3 separate regions of the Mus musculus genome follow, and all the other regions are linked to region 3. Evidence: chromatin contacts called from public HiChIP or PLAC-seq and capture Hi-C data. All regions are on one chromosome and are shown on one strand. Each heading gives the region's core, a stretch centred on a gene start, on an enhancer-like site or on the middle of the called end of the contact. The rest is flanking DNA. Distances are from core to core; before and after follow the strand shown. Region 1 holds the start of Mycbpap (MYCBP associated protein). Region 2 holds the start of Rsad1 (radical S-adenosyl methionine domain containing 1). Region 3 holds the start of Spag9 (sperm associated antigen 9).

What was found. HiChIP or PLAC-seq counts read pairs in DNA pulled down with a chosen protein or histone mark. Capture Hi-C pulls out chosen DNA fragments and counts their contacts.
Region 1: a capture Hi-C map of embryonic stem cells shows a contact between it and region 3, with 2.8 times the contacts expected there. The contact joins the promoter of Mycbpap here to the promoter of Spag9 in region 3. A contact is called at or near these places in 1 of 115 datasets of contacts at active chromatin or transcription factors (pancreatic cancer cells) and 1 of 9 other capture datasets (embryonic stem cells).
Region 2: an H3K27ac HiChIP or PLAC-seq map of stem cell-derived neural progenitor cells shows a contact between it and region 3, with 3 times the contacts expected there. The contact joins the promoter of Rsad1 here to the promoter of Spag9 in region 3. A contact is called at or near these places in 1 of 484 Hi-C or Micro-C datasets (embryonic stem cells) and 3 of 115 datasets of contacts at active chromatin or transcription factors (pancreatic cancer cells, stem cell-derived neural progenitor cells and thymic regulatory T cells).

What each region holds. Positions count from the first base shown.
Region 1 is chr11:94,518,488-94,522,814 of GRCm38.p6, forward strand. Mycbpap (MYCBP associated protein) reads right to left here and starts at 3,015. Exons shown (of 19, transcript NM_170671.2): 1 at 2,913-3,015. The coding sequence starts at 2,958.
Region 2 is chr11:94,547,091-94,551,359 of GRCm38.p6, forward strand. It overlaps Rsad1 (radical S-adenosyl methionine domain containing 1), which reads right to left and starts at 2,117. Exons shown (of 9, transcript NM_001013381.2): 1 at 1,893-2,117; 2 at 1,381-1,514; 3 at 1,069-1,273. The coding sequence starts at 2,027.
Region 3 is chr11:93,993,347-93,997,747 of GRCm38.p6, forward strand. Spag9 (sperm associated antigen 9) reads left to right here and starts at 2,745. Exons shown (of 29, transcript NM_027569.3): 1 at 2,745-3,227. The coding sequence starts at 2,925.

The sequences.
Region 1 (4,327 bases), core at 1,765-4,264, 530 kb after region 3:
GCCTGGAGGAGCTGGAAGGAGACAAATGCTTTGCAGAGGTGGATCTGCAGACAGTGGTGTTGCGGGTAAGGCTGTGGCATGAGCAAGGCTGAATGTGGCAGGTGTGTATATATGTGTGTATATGTATATATATATGTATATATATATATATATATATATATATATATAAACTATATATATATACATATATATAAATATATACATATAAAAATGATTTCATTTTCAAACAGTAAAAAGCATGTATATATATATATACATATATATGTATATATACATATATAGTTATATGTATATAATATATATATATATTAAGTTTATGCCAGAGATGATAATTCACTGAGTACCATATATATGTATAATCTTCATAATGGATATGAAATGAAGTCTAGATCAGGCACATGACCCCTAGTACAGGAGAGTGGAGTGTTCAGAGTGGCATTTCAGAATGACCAATCCAGTGACTGAGATAGACAGACTGGAGGCAGACCAGTCAGGAAGGGCCAGTCCTCAGGTGGAGGGAAGCTCCAGTGTCCTGGAGGACCACACAGGCTAAAGGAGGGCCACACTGAACCTGAGGCCCATGTGCTTTGTTCTGGAAACGCAAGCTGAACAGGGTTGTTGGTGAACATTTCTCTGTCCTGACAGCTGAGGGGGTCAGACACAGCCCCTTTGAATGGGACAGTCAGGTGATACTTCTGTTGGAGCTTAGGCAAGAGTTGTTGTTAAGGGGTCAGGAAGAGGGGGAGTAACAGACAGGGTAGAGATGGGATCTGGTTTTTTTCCTACTTCTTACACAAATGTTCCTCAGCTGAAAATCTTTGAGAAACCGACTTCAGGGTTGAGCTGGGGGAACCAAGGCAGGAAGAGCAGAGCTGTCCTTGGAGTCTTGGGGTCCAGGGGCATCTGATTTACTGGTTGCTTAGCAACAAGGCCAAGGAGAGCCACAGGACTCAGTGGGGAGTTCAGGCCGCTTAAACAGGTTCCTAGACATGTTTAATCAATGTTGCCTTTCTAAAGCTCACAGATCAGAGACTCAGAGACACACAGCACAAGGCTAAAAGATCATGCTTGTGGGCTGGACATGTGACACTGGGGAGGCAGGCACGCTACCTCCCAAAAGTTCAAGGGACCTTGCATGTTAAACATTTTAATTTTTTTTCCCTCCTCACTCTGGTGTATGCTTTTAACTCAAAGCCTATTTAACAAACGGAATCCTTGCCTTATTAAAAACAAACACTCGGTGGAAAAAAATCCTTCCTTGATCTGTTTACAGCAGAAAGTTCAAATCTGATTAAGATCGCCCTGAAAGTAGGTGAGCACGAGGCAATGGCCAGGAGAGCCCTTGGCTGCCCTTGGGAAAGGAAACTGATTTCTCTCTCTCTTCTCTCTCTCTCTCTCTCTCTCTCTCTCTCTCTCTCTCTCTCTCTCAACTACTAAAAGTATGTCATGAAACAGCACCAGCTTTTTATACTATGAAGAGACATAAAAGAAAGACAAATCAAAAAAAACCAAACCAAAACAAAACAAAACAAAAAAACCCACTAGAATCTTGTTAGTTCTCTGAGCCTCCCAAGGGGATTCTACTGACTCTAGGCCTGCCCTCTCCTCACTGTGTGCTGTACCAGCGCTAGGAGGCTGGGTCCCCTCAGGGCCTGCAAGGTCACACACCAAGACTTTCTGACTTTGCTTGGGAAGCCCTTTCATGGTCTGGCCCCTGCCTAGCTGCACTGAGTTCTCTGGATCCTATGCTCTTTGATCCATGAATTCGCACTGCTCTCTGAGCCCAGGAAAGCAAGCCCTTCCTTTTTTTTTTTTTTTTTTCTTTTTTAAGTTATCTTTTTCTTTAATGCCATCTACTGCAGAAAACCCTTCCCTCTAAGTCTACCAACTGAGGCCTAGTTCAGAAGCTCTCTCTGAGCACCCATAACTTCCATAGGTGTCCATATTTGGTTTGCTAAGTTTGTTGCTATTCCTCCTGGTCTTGATTGTGTTTCTTGAGGGTTGGAATCACAATCCCAGTGTCAACCAGTGTCTGCACAGGACAGACCTCCATAAATAAAAAACAGAGCAAGGGATACCTCAGTAGCAGAATGCTTGCTTAGCATACACAGGGACCCTGGGTTCCATCCCCAGCTGGAAATTTTCAAAAAGGGGAGTGGTTGCCAATGGAAACAATCACGGTAGTTCACGTTAAACTAGATATCTGTCACAAGGCTAGAAAGGCCAAGTGGTAAGACATAAATAGCACTCTGAAACCAATGGAGTTAAGAGTTTTGGGTGTTATTTTTACTTGTGGATTCCCCCCCCCCCCAAGACTCTTAGGTGGCCCCTGCTTCAATTCCCAAGAACCTCATCAGGTGCTCCCTGGTTCTTGGGCATCTCATCCCAGGAGTCTGCCACCTGTACCACCCTAATATATGATTTGAGTTGGAGCTCTCTTACTCCTCCTGTCCCAAGGCTTGTCCCCTGCCACTGACCCCGGAAGCTCTCTCTTAGTACCTCACTTGCCATGTTACCTCCACCAAACATCAGGACCCTGTGCCTCCCTTCTGAGATTTCTGCCCATGTTTTGTACTCCAAGGCTACAGTGACCCTCCCTGGTATCTGTTGCGTCCTAATCCCTTCCCAAGCATCCCTGTATGTTTTGTTTTGTTTTTTCCTGAGCACCCAAGGCCTCCAGGGCCAACCTTTGACGCTCTCTGCGTTCTCCAGGATCTTGCTGGTTGGCATTTTGAGACGGGATTCCTTCTTGATGGCCTTCATGGTGCCGTCCGGGGTTACCTGCCTTGGCCCTGTGCTCCCCGCCCCTAAGATGACTGCGCAGCGCGGCAGCCCCCGCCGCGATCCCGCCCTCAAGCGGCCGCCGTAGCGTCCATAGCAACCAGCGCCACGCGCAGGGGGCGCGCACCCACCGAGCAACTTGAGCGGGGACTGCCTTTCAGTAATCTTCTTCATCATGACGCGCTCCTGCACCGCAAGCGGCTCCTTAGGCTTGTTCGCAGACCCCGAGAATGCCCCGGTCAGACTCTTGACGTCACAGGAGGCGCTAAAGAGCGCCAAGGCGTCATCGACTGGGCCTGACAAAGGGTTGCTGTAGGAACTGGCCGAAGCTGAGTGACTGGAATGGGGACAGTAGCAACCTCGGCCGCCATAGGATCTCCCACCTAGACTCCCCAGATGTTTCTGCTCTGGGTCACCGCTTGCTGACCAGTCTTCAGGCTTCCGGCACGCTCATCTCACACCAGGCTGACCATGCATTGACTACTTTTCCTAGTTTAAGTGCCCCAGACTCCGCCTCCACCGGCCTGTCATCTGCCCTGCCCACTAATCAGCCATCACTTCCTAGGCCAGTCAGACTTTTACCAGATTTGGGGTCTTTGCATAGACATGCTGCCTTTGGTTCTCGTGAAGATGTACTTTCCCGTTACCTCACATTTCTAAGTGTATCCACGTCATTCCTTCCTTCCTTTATTCATTTTTACCCAGAGCTCTAAAGCATTCAGAAATTATCAGGTTTGTTTCTGAGGTTGGATCCCTCTCCAGGACTACTACAAACTCCTCTCGACCTCGCTCCCTGTGACTGGACACATGCTCCAAGGGCAGCCTCCCTTCTCAGTCACACTCACAGCATCTCTGGTTCAGTTCACTTCAGGGACACTTGGGGCGGCATTTAGGACACTCCAGGGAGATGCTCTGTCACCTGTGTCCTCCAAGGGACAGGTTATGAAAATGAGGTATGGGGGGTTAGGGAGTGCGCGTTGGAGCTACTGTTTCTTTGAGAAATGTGGTGTGCATGAATGACAGACTGAGTTGTGGAGAAGGAAAGAGCTTCTAGCAGCAAAACGGCAGGCTACGTGACAACCTCCCCGAGGAGGGCTCATGGTTTTTGTTTTTCTCCTTTTCTTTTTAAAGATATTTCTTTTAACCCATGTTATCCTCAGACTTTACTACTACAGCTAAGGCAGGGGTTAATCCAGATCCTTCTATCTAACTCCCAACAGTGAGCCTACAGATGTGCTGCATCTCCAAGCATGGGTAAATGAAACTTTGTTTGGTTCTGTTTTCCAACACTGGAAATTGAACTCAGGGCCTTGTACACACTAGGCAAGTGTTCTGTCATTGAGCTAGTCCCTAGCTGGTATGGTTTGTCAAGGGAAGGTATGTAGGTACCAGGCAGGTAGTCACTTCAATTGTGCAATGCTTAAAAACAAAAATAGCCCTTCCGGAATGTGGTGGGTTCTACATCTTATCTCTTGCTCAGGGTGGTGAGAGCAGTAGACTAGTGTGGATCTAAAGAAGACCTCCCACTTGGGAGATAAAGGCAAGA
Region 2 (4,269 bases), core at 867-3,366, 550 kb after region 3:
TGACAATGGGGGTCTTCTTTACCTTTTTATAGATTTATTTATTTATTATACAGGATTCTGCCTGCATTCGTGCCTGCACCAGATCTCATTACAGGTGCTTATGAATCACAATGTGGGTGCTGGGAATTGAACCCAGGTCCTCTGGAAGAGCAGCCAACAACACTCTTAACCTCTGAGCCGTGTCTCCAGCCCATCTTCCTTCATTTTTTGCTACCTTACTCACTGAGTCGAAACCACAGTTGATACGGTTAAGTCTGGCTAGCCAGCATTAAGCAAGGCGAAGGGCGGATTCCTTCATCTGTGCCCTCAAGTGCTGGGATTGCAGGCAGGCTGCCATACCCAGCCAGCGTTTGTGTGGGTGGGTGAGGATCCAAGGGCTGGTTTACACTTGCCCAGTAAGTGCTCTAACCACTGCACCATCCCTTACCCACACCTGTGCAGCACCTACCATGTGGCAGGTACTACATGAAACGCCTAGACTATAAAGGGTTAAGCCAGCTGGGCCTTGTGGCCTGTAATTCCAGGAGTTGGAAGGCTGAGGCAGGAAGACTGCTGGGAGTTTGAGGCTAACCTGGGCTACAGTGTGAGCTCCTGTCTCAAAGTCATAATGATAATAATAATAATAAAATAATGGCAGCTAGTGATATAGCTCTTTGTGGAATGCTTGCCTACATGCCTTGGGGTTTGATTTTTATTATTATACAAACTGGGCATGGTGGCACATGTCTGTAGTCCTAGTATTAAGATGGAGACAGAAGAGTCAGGAGCTCAAGGTCAACCCTTGGCTACATATAAAATTTGAGGCTAGCCTGAGCTATAGGGTACCCTGTCTCAAAATAACGAAGACATTAATAATAATAATAATAACAATAATGATGTTGATGATGATGATGCCAAAGCCTGCCTCAGGAAGTGTATGGGCCAATATGTCAAGAGACAAACAGTAAGAAAAGTGTCACTACACAATCTACTGTGTACTAGACCCTGGTGCCCAGAAATGTTTTCTCAATGACTAAACACCATCCTAGGATCTGGGAGCACTGGGGTAGGGTGAGTGAGGTAGGTCACCTGTAAACCAATGGACAACCTGTTCACTCCTGCTGCTCCAAAAGCTGCCAGCCTAGGACCTGGGGCTGAAGTGGGGTTAGCCTCCAAGGTGACTTCCGAATCGGCAGGCAGGTAGACTTCCTGAGCCACAGCCTCCAGGACAGCAGCCACAGTGTGGGGACTGGCCAGACTCGGGGTTCCTCCACCAAAGAACACAGACTCTACTCTGGAGGAAGAGGATGGAGACATAAAACCCCGGGGAAAACCCTTGGGGAACATCCTCCTGTAGTGTCCTCTCCGCCCAAGACCTTGTCTAATGTCCCCAGTACTGACCTCTGCACCCCGCTGAGCCGCAGCAGCGTCCTTGCCTCAGTCACCAGGCAATTCCGCACGGTCCCCTCCTCCACGCCGCGGGGGATGTACTTATTGAAGTTGCAGTAGCTGCAGCGTTTCTCGCAATAAGGCCACTGGGGACAGGGGATGCGTGTGTGAGCTAAGGCGGGGCTCTGGGCTGCCCAGGCCACTTCCAGGGTTTATCTCACACATCCCCGTTCCCATTCTGAGGTTGGTCAGCGGTGGTTGCGACAACTAAGCCACTCTGCGTCCCGTGGGCAGATGGCGATGAGATTACTATGCCCACTTTCGTGAGACAAAACAGGTTCCAAGAGGGACACCCAGCTAGTAAGCACCAGACTTGAGGTTTTTGGCCAAACACTTATTCCGGTGGCGAATGACGCGGGCAGATGTTGTACCAGATGTAATGTTAGGCACGGACAGCGTGCATGTGGGCTATGAACGGAACAGCCACGGCCACCGCCTCCTTCTGCTCTCCCCTACTCACTCACGTGCACGTAAAGCGCCGCACGCGTGCTCGCGGACTCAGGACTCGGAGGCTGTCCCAAGCTGTCCACACGGGGGCGCCGCTGGGCCGCCCTGGCCGCTGCCACCCATCTGCCGGTCCGGACCCCGGAGGGAACCATGGCGCGCAAGGCGGCAGAAAGGAGGGATGCGAGACCTCGACAGCGTGCCCAGCAGGGGTGTACCCGGGGCTGGGCCGCGTGGATAGCCCTGGCGGAAGTCAGAGGGGCTGCGTGACCTCGTATTGCCTCTCCCGGAGTGGCTAGAGAGCCCACGGCCTCGTGTCTGCGGCGCCACCTGGTGGACACTGTTGCACACACAGCCTATTCGTTCTCAAGGACACAGCCAGTCTATCTTTTGCCAAGGACGCAGAATGCCCCGCCAGCCTCTTGGCTCCCTGTGTCAGAGCGACTTTATTGACTCATACAAGATTTCTTTGTTTGTTTGGGTTTTTTTCAGTCAGTTACTTAGATTGGTGTGTACCTGGCTCAGATCTGAAAGCCAGGCCTACTAAAATCAGGTCAGTCTAACTGGCAGGGGAGACACTAACCAAGTTAAGAGTTAATTCGGTACTAGGTAACTGGCTGTGAGCTGGTGGGCCTACAGAAGTGTGCGTGGGAGTCAGCGGAAAGGAAGCTCACGGGCTGGGTATTAGAGGAACAGAAAATCGTTGGAAGCCAGGGGCGGTGGCTCACACCTGGAATACTAGAACTCCCGGAGGATTGTGGGAGTTCCAAGCCAGCCTGGGCTACAGTGTGAGAGCCTATCTCATAGAAACAAAAGAGGGGGAAAGACATGATGGCTCAGCAAGGAACGGACAGTTGCCCTACAAAGCAGAATGGTCCCTGGATGCCAAATATGTAGTGGGAGAGAGCCTCGCTCCACATAGTGGTCCTTTTGCCTCCATGGGTGCACCTTCTAGCAAACTCATGTGTGCACATAATACACACAGATACAATAATAAAATCAATAATTGTGGCATAAATACTGTATACATACATACATACATACAGGCAAAATACCCAATTACGTTTAAACAAACGAGAGAGAGAGAGAGAGAGAGAGAGAGAGAGAAAGTAAAACCTGAGGCTGTCCCAGCAACCACATGGTGGCTCACAACCATCTATAAAGTGACCTAATGACCTCTTCTGGCACGCAGGCGTACAAACACATATATTTAAAAATAAATAAAATTTAAATATAAATAAAACTTTGTTTAAAAAAAAGAAAAAAAAGTCATGTGTGGCAGAACAGCCCTATAATCCAGGTCTGGCTGACTGCATGAGACAATGTTTCAGAAAAAAGGAAGCAGGGCTGGAGGGGCTGGCTCAGCAGTTAAGAGCACTATCGGCTCTTGCGGAGGACCCTGCACCCACACACTGTGGCTAACAACCATCTGTAAGTCGGAAACTCCAGACTTCCTCCAGCATGCACATGGTGCACAGACATATGCAGGCAAAACACATGAAATAAAATAAATATTTTTTTAAAGGAAGGGAGGGAGGGGAAAGAGAAGAAAAGAATTCCACTGGGAACTGGCTTGGCAGGGAGGGTGGGCTGTGGTCTCTGAGTCAGGCCAGTCCTTGGCATCAGATGGAAGAGGTCGCAGCAATGGTGTGTGCAGGAGAGGCAGGACACATGTGAGGGGCTTGGAGGAGCTATGCCCCAGAATGGAACGATCATGGGCTTTGGAGTCGAGTTGTCGTAAAGCAGTTCTTCCTCAAGAAAGTAAGGTGTTCGGAGTACAGCATCCAGGAAGAACCAGTCAGAACAGGCCACACTCTCTGTTCTGGTCCCCTCTAGAAGAAGGATTGTCTTTCAGTGTGTTAGCCCAGCACTATGTGGCTCTAGAGCATACAACTTAGGGAGTGCTGTTTTCCTGTCCTTCAGCTGCGGTTGGAGTGGGGCACACACAGATGAGGCTCTATCTACACCAGGCGCCCTCCCAAGCCTAGGGCACCAGCCTCAGGACATCCTGGCCTTCTTCTCTCCCTTGCTGTAATACACACTCTTCATGTAACAGGACTGAATGCTCTGTCCATGGGGCTAAGCCAGTGAAAATTAAACCTACTTCAGACAGCTAGGTCTAAGAGAGTCACATCTCTTGCCAATGATCTAATGGCTCAGGAGGCAGACGGTGTTAGGAGAAGAGAGCTGGTTTTAGAAACGGCAGGTCAAAATCCCTTCACTACCATCTTGCTATGACTGATACTTGTGGTTTTTTTTTTTTTTTTTTGCATTTTTTCATTTTGTTTATTTGTGTGTGCATGTGTACGGGCACCCATACTACAATGCTTAAGATCAGAAGACAAACCAAGGGATTTAGTTCCTTGCCTCTATTTTGGGGGTCCCAAAAGTCAAACT
Region 3 (4,401 bases), core at 1,495-3,994:
AAAGAAAGGAAGGAAGGAAGGAAGAAAGAAAACCTAAAAAGTATTTTAAGTTGTATTTATTTGAGGCAGGAACACATGTGGAGGTGTCAGAAGGAATGTCAAGGGTTGTTTTTCTCCTATCATATGTGTCTGGTGCCCAAACTCAAGGTTTAAGGCTTGGTGGTATGGGCCTTTCCTCAAGCTCTGTTTATTTTTCCCATTATGCCTGTATTTGTGGAGTGTGTGTGTGTGTGTGTGTGTGTGTGTGTGTGCATGTATGTATGAAGTGCAGTGCTTCTTAGTGGCCAGAAGTGGTTTCTGGATTCCCTGGAGTTGGAGTTACAGGTGGTTGTGAGCTGCCTGAACCTGACTTCACAGCAGGAGCAGTACTTGTTAGTTTTTTTTTTTTTTTTTGGTTTTTTTTTTTTTTTTGACAGAGACCAGTACCTGTCTTAAACACTAAGGAATCTCTCCACTCTACTCTTCTAGTAATAGAAAAACCTAAAATTACATTCTATTTATGTATGTGCTGCATCAGGTGAGTGAAGGTTAGAGGACAACTTGTGGGAGGTGGTCCTCTCTTCCTCCCCTGTAAGGCATGGGATTGAACTCGGGTCGCCAGAAGGTGGTAGCAGGCACCCTCACCTGCTGAGCCATTTCACTGACCCCTACATTTTATGCATTGAAGCAAGGTTTTTCCTGTGGTCCAGGTTGGCCTGGAGCTTACAGTTTTCCTAGACTGGTGACTTGAATTGAATGCCTGGGATTTACATGGTGGAAGGAAAAGAACTGACTCTGGCCTCCACAAACAAAATGCAATAATTAGAAAAAAGTAGTGGCACATGCCTTTAGTACCAGCACTCAGGAGACAGAGACAGGCAGATGGCTATATGTTTAAAGTCAGCCTGGTCTACAGAGTGAGTTCCAGGACAGCCAGGGCTACACAGAAAAACCCTGTCTTGAAAAACAAAACAAAAACAAACACAAAGGAGCAAACATAAAAAACATTTTTCTTTAAGCATTCTTAAGTATACAATAATGTTGTAGAAATACAAAAAACAACTCTTGCTCTAAGTCTTCCATCTCTGACTCCCAGGAAAACAGAGTTACTTAGGAAGACTGAGTGGCGTCACTCATGAAGGGGTAGGGAAGGGAGAGAGAATATTCATAGCAAGATTTCCTCCGTTTTCAAGGTGAGATTAAGAAGTGATAGGTGCCTGAAGAAATAGGCTCAGCAGTTAAGAGGACTGGCTGCTCTTGCAGAAGACCAGGGTTTGATTCCCACCACATACATAGAGGCTCACAACCAGCTAAAACTCCAGTTCTAGCTGACAGGACACCGTCGGCAGGCTCTGCACAGGACTGGTGCCCAGACATGCACACAGGCAAAACATTAGTTCACAAAACAAAACAATAAAGTTCTTTTTAAAAATCGATAGGGCATTTTGAGCTCATACTCAACTAGCTGGGCAGCATTCCTAGAATCCAGACATATACACAAAGTAAGGGTGAGGAAGGGAGACAGGGAGAGCACAAACTAAGGGTAGTGGCGCAGGGGTTCGGGAAATTGTTTTGACAGTTTTCATCTTTGTCCTTTTGCACTGGGTCAACCTCCACAGAGCTTTTGGTGGTTTCCAGGGAGATGGAAGTGTGGGAGACTTTGGGGATGATCTGAAACTTCTAAACACCAAACAGGGTATTTAGGACTCCGGGAGGTAGCCAGTCTTCTCCCTAATAACTTGTCTATTTAAATCCTCTCTGTTCTTCCCATATATTTAGATGAGTCGGAGTCGGTGTATCTGAGTCAGCTATGGCAAAGGGAAGAGGCTTTTGCGAGTGTCTTCCGCCAAACTTGAGACTGGAAGATGAGAATACACGGAAGTAATCTCTGACTCAGCCTGCCCAAGGCTAGGGTGTTGTGGCATTCCCCACGAGTGACGCACTCCCAAGATAGGTGACTTCATGTATCATGGGACTTATTCCACCACTGACTCCACCCCATAGCCTCCTCTGCTTCTTCTCTCACTTCCCAGCCCCACCTCCCTCTCAAGATCAGAGAGGGACCGGTGGTAGTGGCTGCAGCCTAGAACTGTCTTTCTCATAGGCAGGGAGCAGAGGGACCCAGTGTTTGGCAAAATGCAAAAAGTGGTACTCATTTTCCCTTCTCCAGACGCTTCGCTCTTCTGGTTAAGGCTATCCTTACTCTTCCTTAACATCAAAGTGTACTATCGTACTCGAGGCAACCTGATCCTCTAGGCAGTCATTCTAGTTACAGCTTTTTCCCTCATCCACTGTTTTCCTTTGAGTCCAGAATTCTCAGTAGGAAGTAGAGAGAGTCTCGCCTCTGCCTCTTTCCTGTTCTAGCGGTATGACCTTGACTAACCCGCAACTTCCCTGGCCCTAGTTTCTTTGTCTGTTAAGCAGGGTCCACACGTCTGGCGCACCAAGAAGGCGCGGGATGAGCCGTAAAAAGGCGAAGAAAACGCTTGCAGCCTCCTGGGGAAAGTTGTCAGTCTTCAGAGCCCCTCCCTTTCCTCTGGGAACGCCCAGCCAACGCAGCCTCCGGCTGTCACTTCCTCCACCTCTCACCTCTCGGTCCGCGCGCGCGCGGCGCCGGGTGTTGGCGTCACAGCCGGCGCACGCCGCCGCCAGGCCCCGCCCCTCGTCCGCGCCTGGCCTCCCGCGGGGCCCCGCCCACCGGGGCGACGCGGCGCTGGCCCCGCCCCACGGGTGACGCGTAGCGCGCGCGGCCGGGCCGCCCCGGCAGTTGGTGCAGCGGCGGTTGGGGCGAGTGCGCTCACCCCACCCCTCCCCTCCTTGGCCAGGGCTCCGGCCCCCACCCCGCGGGGCCCAGCCCCAGCCCCAGCCTCCGCCGGGCCCGTCCCGTGCGGGCCCGTGCCACCCCTCAGCCGGCGACGCCCGGGGCCGCCCGCCCGCCCGCCACCATGGAGCTGGAGGACGGTGTGGTATACCAGGAGGAGCCCGGAGGCTCCGGGGCCGTGATGTCAGAGCGGGTGTCCGGCCTGGCCGGCTCCATCTACCGCGAGTTCGAGCGGCTCATCGGGCGCTACGATGAGGAGGTGGTCAAGGAGCTGATGCCACTGGTGGTGGCCGTGCTGGAGAACCTGGACTCGGTGTTCGCGCAGGACCAGGAGCACCAGGTGGAGCTGGAGCTGCTGCGGGACGACAACGAGCAGCTCATCACCCAGTACGAGCGGGAGAAGGCGCTGCGCAAGCACGCCGAGGAGGTGAGGGCCGGCGGGGGCGGGGGTCGCAGCCGGGCTGGGGACGCTGGGCGCGCCAGGCGCACCAACGCGCCAGGGTGGACTCCTGAAGGGCAGGCCCGAATCCAGGGCCCGGGACAGTGCTCCGCAGCGTCTCGGGACCCCGGGACACTGGCCGGTGCTGGAAGCCTAGGCAGGCCAGCGAGTGTCCAGGAGAGGGGTGAAGTGGGAGGAAGGCCGGGGGAGGAAGCGACACTCTGGCATCTGAGGGCACCTGGGACTGCCCGAGGGCGGAGACTTGAGGGTGTCTGGTTGCTTCTTGTTTAGGGAAGTTTCCGACCACCGTAGGATAGTCGGGTGCGGGTTCAAACTTTTAGCATGGGGAGGGGCAGTGCTGTCCTGCCCGTGTCAGTTCCGCTGGCTTCGGTACCTTTCCAGGGGGGGCTGCTGCTGCTTTGGGAAGTTAGAGATCTCCCTCTTTCGGTCAGTTTCTTCTTGACATTTAGATCCTCTTGAGAAGGAAGTCTACCTATGTACCCTTTTTTTTTTTTTCCATTTAATTTTAACACTTAGTCAACCACTTAGAAGTCGACTAGCAGAGTCCAGTAAGTACATACAGTACATTCATTTACTTTATTAATGTTCCTCACAGAGGAATGTTCCTCCTTCGTGTCAGGTGGTAACCTTGGACAGTTCCCTGACAGCCTCCTCTATTTATAAAGACTGGGGGGCGGGGTTGAGAAGGTGTGGGTGAGTGTTACAACACTTGTCCTGTCTGCGTTTGCTTTGCATCCTGCAGTTTCTAAGTGCACTTGGCTGGCTCTTTGCTCGAACACCTGAGCGGTGACCTTTGTACTCGTCACCTGAGTGTGTGAGCCTTTTTGGATCCTGGGCTGTAAATGATCCTCTAGCTTTTTGAGCGAGTTCAGGATTTTAGCCTGCAGGCTGAGCGCCCTGGCATTGTTTCTGAAGAACCTTTCTTCGGCAGTCAAAATGCTCTCCTTGTTTTTGTGCCAGACATCTACTGTACCTAGCTAAATACATGGTGATTGAAGGAGACTAATTATCGAAGGAACCACGTGTTGTTTTTCAAAACTACATGACGCGGTAGAAGAATGTGACATTTGTTTGGCAGCTCAGTTCCTAGCATTAAATAGGCAGTTTATTTTGTTATTTGTGCCTCTGCATTCAGGTAAAT